2 separate regions of the Mus musculus genome follow, and region 2 is linked to region 1. A link is a contact called in public HiCAR-type data. All regions are on one chromosome and are shown on one strand. The core of a region is the stretch at or near the end of the contact, and the rest is flanking DNA. Distances in the headings are between cores, read along the strand shown. Region 1 holds the start of Tpm1 (tropomyosin 1, alpha). Region 2 holds the start of B230323A14Rik (RIKEN cDNA B230323A14 gene).

What was found. HiCAR-type assays count read pairs that join an accessible place to other places.
Region 2: a contact with region 1 is called in a HiCAR-type map of astrocytes, with 4 times the contacts expected there. The contact joins the promoter of B230323A14Rik here to the promoter of Tpm1 in region 1. A contact is called at or near these places in 1 of 484 Hi-C or Micro-C datasets (embryonic stem cells) and 1 of 115 datasets of contacts at active chromatin or transcription factors (astrocytes).

The regions. Positions count from the first base shown.
Region 1 is chr9:67,045,123-67,051,680 of GRCm38.p6, forward strand. It overlaps Tpm1 (tropomyosin 1, alpha), which reads right to left and starts at 4,091. Exons shown (of 10, transcript NM_001164248.1): 1 at 3,897-4,091; 2 at 2,664-2,789. The coding sequence starts at 4,010.
Region 2 is chr9:69,758,426-69,764,983 of GRCm38.p6, forward strand. B230323A14Rik (RIKEN cDNA B230323A14 gene) reads left to right here and starts at 2,721. Exons shown (of 5, transcript NR_040765.1): 1 at 2,721-2,787. Foxb1 (forkhead box B1) reads right to left here and starts at 2,515. Exons shown (of 2, transcript NM_022378.3): 1 at 2,123-2,515; 2 at 1-1,875. The coding sequence starts at 1,821. The coding sequence ends at 844.

The sequences.
Region 1 (6,558 bases), core at 2,841-5,340:
AGGTGGAGCCTCTTGCTTGGTTTCTAAGCAGTCTGTCTGCAAGCATTGGTGGGTACAGATCCTTCCAAGAGCTCACAGATCATCTGCCTCCAACCTTGAGGATGCCCAGACAGGGCATCTGCAATCCTCCAAGAGCAGTCTAGGGAACAGACTGGCCACTTGCCGGTGCAGTAAGCAGTCACCCTAATAATTTAATGTCTTCCTTTTCAACTCCTCCTAGGATGTCAGTTTCTGGAGAGATTATTTTCATGCCGATGTCCTTAAAGAAGAGCTATGGGTTGTTTAGCTACCGGTTAGAATCCCTTGGTTGTTTAAGAAACACTGTAGCTAGGTCGCATCTGAAGAGATCCTGGTGTGACTCACTCAAGGGAAAACCTGAGTTTAGATAAGCCTGAGTCACTACATAAGGAAAAAACCTAGAGGGAAGAAGACTCACATCCTGTAAACAATCAGCTACATCACAGTTATTTGGGGGAAAGAGCCAAGATAATCGAGTCTTAACAGAACTCAGCCTCATTTAGGTGGGGGGTGGGGGGAAACAACAGTAAAAATACAAAACAGATTTCTGGGAGTATTAGCCCCCAAGTGACAGGCAGCCTTTTAAACTAAGGGTGGGGGTGGGGGAGACACTTCTGGACTATAGTTTCTAAAAGTAGGTTGGCAAATTGAGACAATGTTTTTAGTAATAATCAAAAATTATATTTTTAACACTAGATAGTAGACTGTCCCCACGGCAAGGAGGCTGGCTGCCTTCTCTCCAGCCCGCCTCTTTCCTCTGGTGACACCTGTCTCTCCCTCAAGTCTTAGCTATTTCAAGTGAGTCAGGATCTCTCTAAATATAACAAAAACAAAACAAAACTTCATAAACTTCCTTCAACATCCCGAGTCTCCAGCAGAACTTACAGTATTTTAAAGAGGAAGATGATCAATACACTAACCAAAAGAGAGAGAGATACACGCTCACACCATATTTAGAGACAGCTTTCCAGATCATAGAAAGAACCAAAACTGGCTCTAAGAACCTCCCTCCCCTCCTGGCTCCACCCCCACAGACGACTTTAAATAGCCTCTTTTCTACTTCTGCCCCACCCCATTCCAGTGCTCCCCCCCCCCATTTCTTATTAAAGACATGATTACCACTACATAGTTACAGCAATTATTATCTCTCCCCCTTAAGAATTATAGTAGTGTTTTTTCCCCCTCCTGCTTCCATTGGTACTGGGGCTATTTGCAAATTCTCTGAATTCCTTTCCTTATATGGAATATCTCTCCTTGATCTATCAGCGGCTCTTTTGAAAAACCTAAATAAACGTCCTGCAGGAGATTTTGGGGGTGACTGGGCATCCTCCATGGAGCACATACAAAGGAGACATCTGACCCACATTATACAAAACAGGCTCAGAGTTGTGAAGGCTTTTTGTTGTTTTTTTACCAGGTAGGTTTTAGCATGAGTTTTAGCTAAACCAGTGTTTCCCCCAAGACCCCCTTTCCAGAAAACTAAAATGTTTCTTTTTGTCTGATCCCAGTGTTGGTTGTCTGGTGGACCACTACCAAGAACACTAGATAAATCTCTAGCCTTTCATGATACAAAGGCTTGTTCAGACTTCAAAATCCTTGGGTAATCTGCATTACACATTCTCCAAAATAAATAAATAGATAAACAGAAATAGATAAACCGACCAAAAATTACAAACTGCGGTTGAACTTGGGGGTCTAGCCTCTGGGTGTAGCTTTCTGTGCTGCTCACACATTCTTGGAATTGTTATCAGTTTCTCAAGGAATTCTTTTCTAATTGAGCCTCTAGGCTTAATTGGCTTCTCCAGTGGAATGTAGTGGTGCGAAAAGTCAGTGCATTGGGAAACTGACCGTCAGCTTGACTTTCTAGACAGAAGTGGCTAGCTCTAGGGTGGAGAGGGTGCTTAGCAGAACTGGAACTGTGTCTATCACCCCCCTGGAAGCACGTCTGTGGTGGTTGTCAGAGGGCTGACAGGTGGGGGCGGGGCGGGCAGGGGGCAGCCAGCTCGCTATGCCATATAAAGCACTGAGCTATATATAACTCCCTGCGTACTTTCTGGATCTAGTGCTTCAGACTGCAGACCCAAGCAAGTATCACCTTCCCTGGGCAGGTCTTAAGGCTTGTCTAGTGAGAAAAAGAGCCTCAAAGTGTCACAGTAGCCCTCAAATTTAGCGTCTGAAGTAAAAGGATGAGTCCATTTAAAGGCCAGGCTCTGTGGACTTACTCAGACTAGGTCCATCAGCGAAAACCACCGGGGGCTGGGGGCGCGGCAAACACTAGGTATTCTGTTTTGCACAGACCTTGGTGATGACATACACCTCAGAGGTTTTATACCAGCAGGAGGCGAAGTTCACCTCCAGCTTCACCCTTTTCAGCTCCCAGCTTCGTACCCACCCACCTCCAACCAAAGGGGAGGAGGTAAAGAAGAGGAAAAAGAGAAAAAGGGAAAGGACGGAATAAAAATGAAACGTGAGCAGCAGTAGAGGCGGCATCCAGTGCTCTGGGCCACGGCCAGGCTGTGTGCAGGTGTCCCTGCAGGAGGAGGTTCGCCCTCTTCCTTTGCTCTGCAGCCCCTGTGGTGGCCCCCCGCCCCCCAGAGTGGCCACACGGACAGGAGGTGAGGGAGGCAGTGTGAGCGTGCACTTACATCTGTGGCCTTTTTCTCCGCCAGCTCCAGTTTCTCCTGGGCATCTTTGAGAGCCTCGGAGTATTTGTCCAGTTCATCTTCAGTGCCCTTGAGTTTCTTTTGCAGTGACACCAGCTCATCTTCCAGCTGGGAGTTGGCAGTGGAGTACGGGGAGGGGGGAAGGGGGAGGGGGTGGGGTGCGGCAGGCAGCGTGATCCCGCAAGGTGCGGGTTGAGGGTGCATAGACCATAAAGGACAGGGACAGCGGGAGAGAGAGAGAGAGGGAAAGACAGGGAGGGAGAGAGAAAGAGAAAGAGTTAGCCATTCGTGTGCAGTGCCTCGCCGCGCGCCCGGGGTACCTTGGCGGCGGTCTCGTCGGCAGCCAGGAGGCTGTCCTCCGCCTTGTGCAGCTCCTCTAGCACCCGGTCCCGCTCGTCCTCCGACGCCCGCAGCAGCTTCTCTTTCGCTGCGATGTCCTCCTCGAGCTGGGGTAGCGGCGAGCGGGCGCGGGCGGCCGGCATGGACCGGGTGGGAGACACATAACAAATGGGTGCCAGGTTGGCTGGAGCCCTGGGGCTAAGGGATCGCTGCTTTGGGGCTCAAGGGACCCTAAGATATCTCTCCCAGAGATCTCACTCAGTGACTCATCTCGCACACCACCCCCCAACCCGGGACCACACGCTCCGGCCGGCCGAGGACAGCAAGCTCAGGTTCTCAATTTGAGGGACTGCCGAAACATGTCCTTGTTTGGCTAGCTTTCCGTGTGTCTCCCATTCTGTCCCATCTTTGTTCTTAGGAAATAATTCAGTGACTCCCTCCTCTTCCCTTCAAAGTCTTCATCCCGTGTTGAGGGATCTTTCTCCCCAACCAAAAAGTCCAAAGAACTTCGGACACCTTAGGACTTGAGCCTTGCTCCGCTCCCCCACCCTTCCCTCCAGGCAACCCGGGAACTTGTATCCTTTCTCTCTTCCTCTTTCAAAACTGATTCCCAACCCTAAGAGTCAAGAGCCTCTCTAGGGAAGAAGCTCAGTGGACCTCGCAGACCGTGGGAGTCAGAGAAGGGCCACGAGCGTCCTCGGACGAGACAGAAAAGTTAGAATCAGTCTAACTCTCGCGCTTCTCCTTTTCTTTTTTAAACGTGCGCCCCTGGACACCCTGGCTGGGGATGGGATGAGGAAAGGGAGCCAGTTCGGGTCCCGGGGCTGAGCGACCCACGCTAAGCTGGGGCATTGGAGGTTGGGGATAAATGCAGACCTGCTTGCTCCGGTCTTCCGCCGCCTTCTTATCAGCCTCCGCTTGCTCAGCTCGATCCAAGGCGTTCTCTTTGTCGAGCTTCAGCATCTGCATCTTCTTCTTGATGGCGTCCATGGTGGCGGTGGCGAGGGGCCCTTAGGCAGCGGAGCGAGAGGAGACGCGAGCGCGGTGGGGTAGCAGAGCCGGAGTGCGAGCGCGGAGCTGCCTGCTGCTCCCTGATATGTACTTTCCCAGGGGGGCGACCGCATTCCTTAGGACAGCCAATACTTTTTTGGAAAAGCTTGTTCCTCCTTCCCCCTTTCCCAGTCTCCTGCCTCCGCCCCGTGCCCCCTCCTCGCTCCTCCCGCGGGGGCCCGCACGCCCATTCGCTGCCGCCTGCCGGCCTCCCAGTTGACGGTGGATATGACTATATATGGGGACCCGAGCCTCCGAGGCCGCGGCCGGGCGAGGCCGTCCTATTTCTAAACCTGCACGCCTGGGAAAGAGCGCCGGGACCTCGCTGGAGAGGAGCCCGGCACTGGGCGAGAGTCTCTAGCCACCTCTCAGAGCCATCGTCTGGCGGTCAAGGTCCCCAGAAGAGCCTGCCCGGAACCACCCGGAATAGGGCAGGTGGTGTGTGCGCACCGGCTCACTCTGCCTCCAGGTCCTGGGGTGCTGCTCATTGTAAGGTCCGGGGGCTGCCAGTCACGGCCACTGCCCCTCCCCTCTGGGCCTGGGAGCTCTCGGTACCCAGCTGGGTCCTTGTGGCAGCACTCAGCCCACTCACCAGTTGTCGTCCTGGGCTCTCACGGTCTGGACATTTCAACCAGAGCAGAGAAATAGAGGTGGAGGAAGGTTTGAGGGCCATTCCTGAGACCCTGTCTCTCTGCCCCTGATAGTGGACATAGTGACACACAGGCAGTCTCGAGTCTTTTCACCAAACTGGGGGTGGGTAGTAAAATACTTTAGGGACTTAAGGCCCAAAAGTGCCTGCGCTGTGCTTTGGAAAGGGCAGAGGGAGTGTGTCAGTGTGTAGCGGTCTAGGCGTTTTTCTTCCCTGTGGGAGTCAGTGGTGTGAGTGTGAGTGTGTGTGTGTGTGTGTGTGTGTGTCTGGTCTTTAGTCATCGGCAGCTGTGATTTGTAACAGCTTCAATGCTGTAGCTTCCCTCCATTTATTCATTTGCATGTTTTACTAGAGTCGGTTACTTATTTGGGGGGCGGGGTCATGGAGGTGCATTCGTGCTTTGGTGGACTGTAGAGGTCAGAGAGCAACTCTTTAAGAATCCAACACAGGGGGCTGGTGAGATGGCTCAGTGGGTAAGAGCACCCGACTGCTCTTCCAAAGGTCCGAAGTTCAAATCCCAGCAACCACATGGTGGCTCACAACCACCCGTAATGAGATCTGATGCCCTCTTCTGGAGTGTCTGAAGACAGCTACAGTGTACTTGCATATAATAAATAAATAAATCTAAAAAAAAAAAAAAAAAAAAAAAAAAAAAAAAAAAAAAAAAAAAAAAAAAGAATCCAACACAGGTCTTTGTGCTTGATAGCAAGCTCCTTTACCTGCTGAGCCATCTTGTTAGTCCAGTTTCCTTGCTTGGATCCTTACAGGGAGTTGTCTCTCTCTGTAAGGCATTTGGATGCTGGTGCTGAAAACATGGTACAAATTAGCTAAGGAAATGGTTCTATCTGTAGCCTGATCTCTGCAGAGGGAAAGGGGCCAGCCAGCTCAGCACTGAAGACAAGAGGATTGTCCCTCCGTATCGCTTTAAGTTTACCTCAAGCCAGTCCCCAAGGAGGAGAGATGCCTGATCTTTTCCAGTTCAGTGAGGCTTCAGGAGGGGAGAACCTTCCTGATGGCCAGCTGAGACAGGGTTGTGAGGGTCTTGTGACCAGTCCCTACAGAATAATTTACAGCCTGTACTACATGGATATCAAATATTCCCCAGACAGTGTCTGAGTAGATTAGGCAGGCCAAATGACTTGCTAAGCCCTTCAAGAAGAGAATGATCATATTCCTCTTTAGGATTTTATCAGGTTTCTGGCTGCCCAGGAGGGAAAACGCACCCTCTGGTAGTGACCAGAACATTGGAACAGATGAACAGGGACTCTGTGGCACAGAACATTCACCAGAGCCCTTCCTTGCCACGTGCCAAGTGGCTCAGGGCGCTGACACCCTTCCAGGCCATGGGCAGTATTCAGATATGTGGGCTATAGGAAGCTGACACTCCAGCTTGGAGTTTAACAGAGGAGAAGAATAGGGAATCTGGAATTTAGAAGCTGAGATCCAAAATGGACTTGGATACTTCTTTTTAATATAGCCGTAGCCATGGTGCAACCTCTTAAAGCCTCCGTTCTCTTCTATTAATGAAGTAGATACTGGAGTAAATACTGACTTTCTCCATGTGCTGGGCATAGTTGAAAAACTCACTCACTAAATCCATTTTAAATAAGCTAATGGTACAGTCCATTAAATATCCCACAACTGGATACCTGTTACATGCATGACAGGCAGCACTGGACTCTGAACTCAAAATTGGGTGACGTACAAATTTCTCAACCAGATGCTGAGGAAGAACAGCAGTGTAAGACCTCAGAAAGGAAGACACGGAAAGAGCCAGGGTAGAGCAAACAGACAAGGCTTCTTCGGGAAGCTTTACAACAGATTTTAGAGAAGGGTTGC
Region 2 (6,558 bases), core at 1,471-3,970, 2.7 Mb after region 1:
CTCGCCCCTAGCCTGGCAGATTTTCAAGTTCACTGTTTACATTTTTTTTTAAACCGCGCGCTTTGTAAACAATAACGGTGACTTTTAGCTGTGTTTTGCTTGTGTGTAGGACAAGCATCCTCCGGAGTTTTAGCAGCCTCCCTCCTCACTCCCAGCTAAGGGAGCTTCTGGCCGGAAACAAAACCCAGAAGGGGAAAAAAATCTTTAGAAGCCCGGGAGGCAGAGCCGCAGCCGGGGAAAGTAGCGGTCCGCCCATCCCGGCCTGATGGGCGGAGGCGATCCCTTTGGAGGATCAGTGAGTTGGTCTTGTGGCCACAGATTTTCAGGACCTAAGAAGATCCGGCCCTCTTAGTGCGGCTGCAGCCTCGGCGGGCTTCTGCTCCCGGGCAGTGTCTCTGGTCTTGAAATTGCGCAGAGTCCAGAGCTATGCCTCTCCAAGCTCAGAAGACGAGTAGTTTTGTTGTTTTGTTTTGTTTTGTTTTGTTTTGTTTTGTTTTGTTTTGTTTTGTTTTGTTTCTGTTTTCTCCGAGCAGGAGGGAGTCAGGGTGTTCTGCCTGTTGGATGGGAGTGCATTTCAGGGTCCCAGGAGGGACCGCTTGGCTTGGATTAGCCCCTGTTTTCTCTGGTGCCCTAGAGGGACCGAAGACAACTTTCACACGCCTTCCGGCAAGTTTGTGGTTTGTCTTCTGGTTCCAAAACCAAAAGTTCTTCTAAGAGCGAGGACTGAAGAAGGTAGAATGGGCAAGTCGGGGTGGCGGTTTTAGGTCGCGGAGGGCTGGACCCGGAGCAGGGAAGTGTTGAGAGGGGTGGTGTGGACCAAGACGGAGCCCCAGCTTCCTTGGGTCAGTGCACGGCCACCGAGTGCAAGGCGGAGGCCGGGCTGGTGAGTGTCTCGCTAGGGGTGGCGGGGCTGCTTTGGCTGGTGGCTGTCTGCGAGGAGGTGGGGCTGAGCGAAGGCGGCGAGTTCGAGAGCAGGGTGGGGATGGGTGCGGGCAGAGCTGGCAGCGCGGGCACTGCGGCCGGCGTGGGCTTGATGGGCACTGGGATGGCGGGCAACGTCTGGCCCGCGGCGTGGCACAGCGGCTTCAGCGGCACTCCATAGGCGCTGTAGTCGCCACTAGTCATGGAGATGGGGGTGGCTGAGTCGATCATACCCGCGGAACCGTACACATGTGGCCATCCAGTGCCCAGAGAGCTGCCCATGGTAGTTAACTGGTTAGGGAGAGGATAGGCAGCCGGAACCGGCTGCATGGCAGAGAAGGCCAGCCCCCCAGGCATCTTGTACTCCCTAGCGATGATGTTCTCGATAGCAAAGGGATGCTTGAAGCCGGAAGGCTGCGCCACACCGCCCAGGTTGTACGCAGCGGCCGGCATCTGCGGCAGATGCGTGCCCGAGGCGGCCAGCGCGCTGAGCCGCAGCTTAGCCTGCTGCTGGAGGTACTGCGCGGCGTCCGCCGGCTTGCTGGGCGCCAGGTGGTCTGACTTGAGCACCTTGAAGCGCTTGCGACGCCGCAGGAAGCTCCCGTTCTCGAACATGTCCCCGCAGCTGGGATGCAGCGCCCAGAAGCTGCCCTTGCCCGGCTGGTCTGGCCGCCTCGGGATCTTGATGAAGCAATCGTTGAAGGAGAGATTGTGGCGCAGGCTGTTCTGCCAGCGCTGCGTGTTCTCCCGGTAGTAGGGGAAGCGGTCCATGATGAACTTGTAGATCTCGCTGAGCGGCAGCATCTTCTCCGGAGAGCTCTGGATGGCCATGGCGGTCAGCGAGATGTATGAGTAGGGCGGCTTCTGGTCGCTGTACGTGTTGCGGCCCGGCCGAGGCATCTTCTTGCTTGGCCACTTGCTCAGGGTCCGCGCGGCCCGGAGGACTGGTCGAATCTGAGAAGGGGGGAGGTGATGGAGAAGGGCAGCATAGGTGCAGAGACACTGGCGAGGTCACTCAGGCCGAGTCACAGATATAGGGGGTGGGGAAGAGGGGATTCGGGTGCCAGCAACTTTGCGCACCAAACTGGGTAAGACTCAGCTAGGGGAAGTGGAGAGGGGAAGACCGAGAGCAGCAGAGAGGTTTGCAGGAAAGTAGGTAGGACCTGGATTCAGGGGAGGGGACAGAGAGATAGATGCTCACCTTAAAGTTGTTCCAAGTTGCCGGTCCGCATCCGGGATGGCGTGGCTGGTGGCCGAGTCCCTCCCTGCGCGCGACCGGAGCGCAGCGTCGGGGAGCAGTGAGACTCGCTGCCAGCTAGGCTTGGACTCAGCCCGGTAGAGCTCCTCTCCGCGGGCTGCGCAGCGCGCTCGTGGGTCGTGCGCCCTGCTGGGAGACCGAACTCGGCTGCGGAGTGCCCGTGAGGACAGTGGCAGACGCCGCCTCAGGGATCCAGAGGACGCTGCTGTGGTGTTCGTGGTTCCGCTGAGCTAGGTGGCTGCCTCCATGTCCACCCTCGAACCATCTGATAGTTTTAAGCGGTGACAGGAGCAGAAAAGACCCCTGTAGCGGCGCTTCATTAATGTGCCACTTCTTAGCTATCGTATGACAATCGCCTTGGGAGGAGGAGGAAAAGGAGGGGGAGCGGGGGCTGCAGAGGGAGGGGACTGAGGGAGAGGAGAGAGAGCCTGGCCAGCGCTGGTTTCTTTCACACCTATTTACATGGACACCTTGGCCAATAGGAATCACTTCCAGCCGAAGACTGGGAGACCGGGAAGAGCCTCTGCCGCCCGCGGGGAGCGGGCAGCGCCTACCGGTGTGCGCAATGGGAAGGTATGAGCGGAGCAGCGCGCGGAGCCGGCTGGCAGGTGACCACTCACTCTGAGCTATCTGCCGCGCCGGTGGTGTTTGACATGGAAATTGCTCGGCTGGGGTATTCTGTTTCCTTTGCTTTGTGTCGGGTTTGTATTGTTAGCTAACTTATAGCACAGGCTTTCTCCTGAAGGGCGACCTTTCTACTTTGGTTGCCACTGCGCGGGGTTGATTGGATGGGTTGTTCAAATGGAAACCTACCTCGCAATCCCACCCCCAGTCCTGCAAGAGGCAGGTAGAAATTTGTCTGTCGCTTTAAAAAGGTGGTAAAGTTAATAGACGCATATAGATAGATATATTTGGACAGCTGGGTGGATAAGTCCGTTTTGAATATATATATATTCAATATATATATATTGGTTGTGAGCCTAGCCTTTAACGGCTGAGCCATCTCTCCAGGCCAAGGTAAGTTTGGGGTTTTTGTTTTTTGTTTTTTGTTCTTTGAAAAGAATGGATGAATGTATTAGGTTCTGCTTTAATACGTTTTTCAGAGATTTAATGGGCACAAGGACGTTCAGGGTAAATTGAGGCAAGGCAGCGTGTGGGCCTGGGGAGGGCGGGAGTTTGTCCAATGTACGCTATGGCTTCCGGGTCTCCTTTTTCCAGGTGCTTGCGAAGTCTGAGGTTTCTTGGAAGTTAGCGGGTCAGCATTTTGCAGACCCCTCCCCCTTTTTACATGGGAATAGTTTCTTTAGAGTTTAGAACTCCATGAAAAGACAAACAGTGCCTGCTGAGACCAGCGAGGTTTTTTTTTTGGGGGGGGGGGGGGCACGTGGCACCAGGCCTGGAGAGAATAGCGGGCTCCTTCGAGTTCATATTTGCCTTGTGAGGATTAAATGAATCATTAGTATCATTATCATCATCATCTTCTTCTTCGTCGTCGCCGTCTTCATCAAACTGTTAGGGAATAAACCGCGACTCAACCCTTCGGCTTGCACGCAATGAGTACAAGCCAGGAGTTCCACGCTTTTCAGCGCTTTCCGGGGGCCTTTGTGGTTTTAAAAAGAACCCCATGCCACTAGGTTAAATACTTAATACCTACAGCCTAACAGAACTGTCTTTAAACTCCGAAAACCTCTTTTTCCTTTTTTCTTTCTTCCTCCCCCTCCCCCATAGGAGCAGACTGATAGTTGTAGTGTGACGTTTGTTACACTTTGAGTGACAGTAGAGCATTAGTCTGTGAATAGCAAGAAAACCTTTCAGCTTCCGAGCGCGCGCACACACACACATACACACACACACACACACACACACACACACACACACACACACACACACATCCCTACTCACATAACTTCATTAACCACAGTTTCGAAGCCGGTCAATAACTCACCAAAACGTAACTTAAACACGACGAATTTAGGAGATTAAACAATTTCATTAATATTGAAATGGCTCTGGCGCCTGGGCTGCTGCGCTTTAGATGCAAGCGCACGTTTTTCAATATTAACAGAGTGCTTGAAGGGAAGACTCAAGTCACCTTCTTAATTCGGGGGAAAAAATAACCAGGAGGAGGGAGGAGGTGCGAGCAGGGGGGTGGGGGTAGAAGCATTGACCCGTCTCTGGGGGCAAGGCTAGAACAGGGCAGATATGTGGATCTCCCTTCTCCAAAGATTAAATCAGTTGGACCCTAGGCCCAGTTTGGGCCAGAGGCAGCCCTACTGGACTGAGCTGCGCGCGCTACAACAACAAACTAAGGTTTGGTGGTGTTTCTGCGCGTGCCCGGGTTAGGCTCCAGGGCCTGCAGTGGGAGGAGCTGGGAGCGCAAAGGGGTGGGGAACCCGAGGGGTGTTTGAAGTGGGATGGAGTTCTGGTTCCTTGCCTTGCTTGCTCTAGATAGAGCTTCGGAGGCACTAAAGCAATCGCGGCTTTAAGCCAAGGTAGGATTGCTCCTGGGTGGAAAGGTGCCGGCTTGGAAGCCCTTGAGTATTTTACAGATTCCCTTTAGCAAACATGTGCAGGGGTTCATACCGAAATGCAAAGATGGATAAAATATTTATGGTGATTGCATCCCAGATGGTAAAAGACCATCGTCCCTACCTCCCCCCCCCCCAGCCCTACCCCCAATGGCAACCAGTAAGATACTTTTCTACCCGGTCTGGGTGAGGAATAGCGTAAGGTTTAACAATTGACATTTTGTTGTCCTGCAAAAGGGGTCTTTGTGTGGTTGTCGAAATCACTGCTCAGAGCAAACAGAAGATTAACTAAATTCTAAAAGTGAAAACGTTCACGGGGGGGGGGGGGACACGGACAAACCCAAAACAATCACTTTAACTTGGAATAAATCTTTGTTCATTTCCCTGGGGAAAGTTGTCACCACTGTGTCCATGCAGTATTACATGTAGGAATTGATGTTTGCCGAATTTTCAGTCTCATTACTTTTGAGAAGGAAGCTGAGGCTCACTGCCCATGTTTAGGGTTAATCAAGTAAACAGAACTTAATCACTTAAGTTTGCTTGTGAGGGGAATGGAGCTGTAGAGGCACATTTAACTCCCGGGCATTGCTGCAAAGTTCTACCTCAGTTCCTGTCAGAGGTCTTCAAAGCCCTAGAGAGGGAGGGTGGAGTTGCAAGCTGTTTACAGCATTTTAAGGATGGTATTATAAAGAGACTGAATGCTTTCCAGAAATCTTGAAAAAGTGCGTCAGTCTTTTGTACAAAACCCAAAGCCAATAGAAGCTTGGTGGAGGTGGGAGGGGGCAACATCCGACCGGGGGGCTTAAGGGGTTGTTGGGAAAACTATATAAAACACACACAAGTCAATTATACCCCATGTGCCAACCAAATGGTGATCCCCTCCAGCACGGACCGTTCATCGACTCGTCAAGCCCACCGCCTACCACCTTTCTCTACTGAAAGTTTGCTAGAGCCTCTTTTCCCATAAGCTGGACCACACACGGCTGCAGATTTTGCAATAATTTATGCTAATTTCCCTCCATAAATCCACAATTCGCTTCAGTGGCACCCGAGCTGCCGAGGGAGTGAAAAGGAGACAGAGGGGTGACAAAAACAATATTGATTTTGATTCCTTGTGTTGTTAAGCAGGTGTGTGTGTGTGTGTGTGTGTGTGTGTGGAGAGGAGAACCCTCCCCTTAGCCATTCCCTCCCTCCAACCCAACAAACACAATCCAGAAAACAACCACGTCCAGTTTGTTAATATTTACCAAACCGGATGGGAGGTGGCAGGAACATACCCAGCAGCTTCTGAAAGTTTCCCAAACGCCAAAAACAATACCCGTCGCCCCTACTCGGAATGTGAACCACATGCAACCTGCAGCGACAAGGCTGAGCCGGGCTTTGCCCCCGCGGTCCTGCAGTCAGATTCTCCCGCTTATCCCCCCACTTTCCTATATTACCACTGTCCCTCGCTTCTCTCTTGCACTACCTACTGTTCGCCTATCGGCGACTTGGGCTCATAGTGGGGCAGCAGGGAGGACTGAGTACTGGCGTGCAGCGGGAGCTAGGTTTTAAGGGTCTTGAGGGTCTTCTATGACGCGCCCCACCATTCCTGGTCGCCTCGGATAGTTATTTGCTGCTACTGCTCGCCGTGCTCGCTCTGAGAAACCCGCGCTAATGCACCGCGTCTCTTTGTCCCATCAGTCATTCTTGCCCAAATCCGCACTTTGGTGGCGTGAAACGACTTAGCTCTCCTTTCAAAAGGATTTTGTTCCCGGGGTATTCAGTACTAAACAAACTTCTTCAGCCTGTCAGTGGACAATTAAAAAAAAAAAAAATACCGTGCTGAATGTAGCAGGCTGTTTGTCCTGG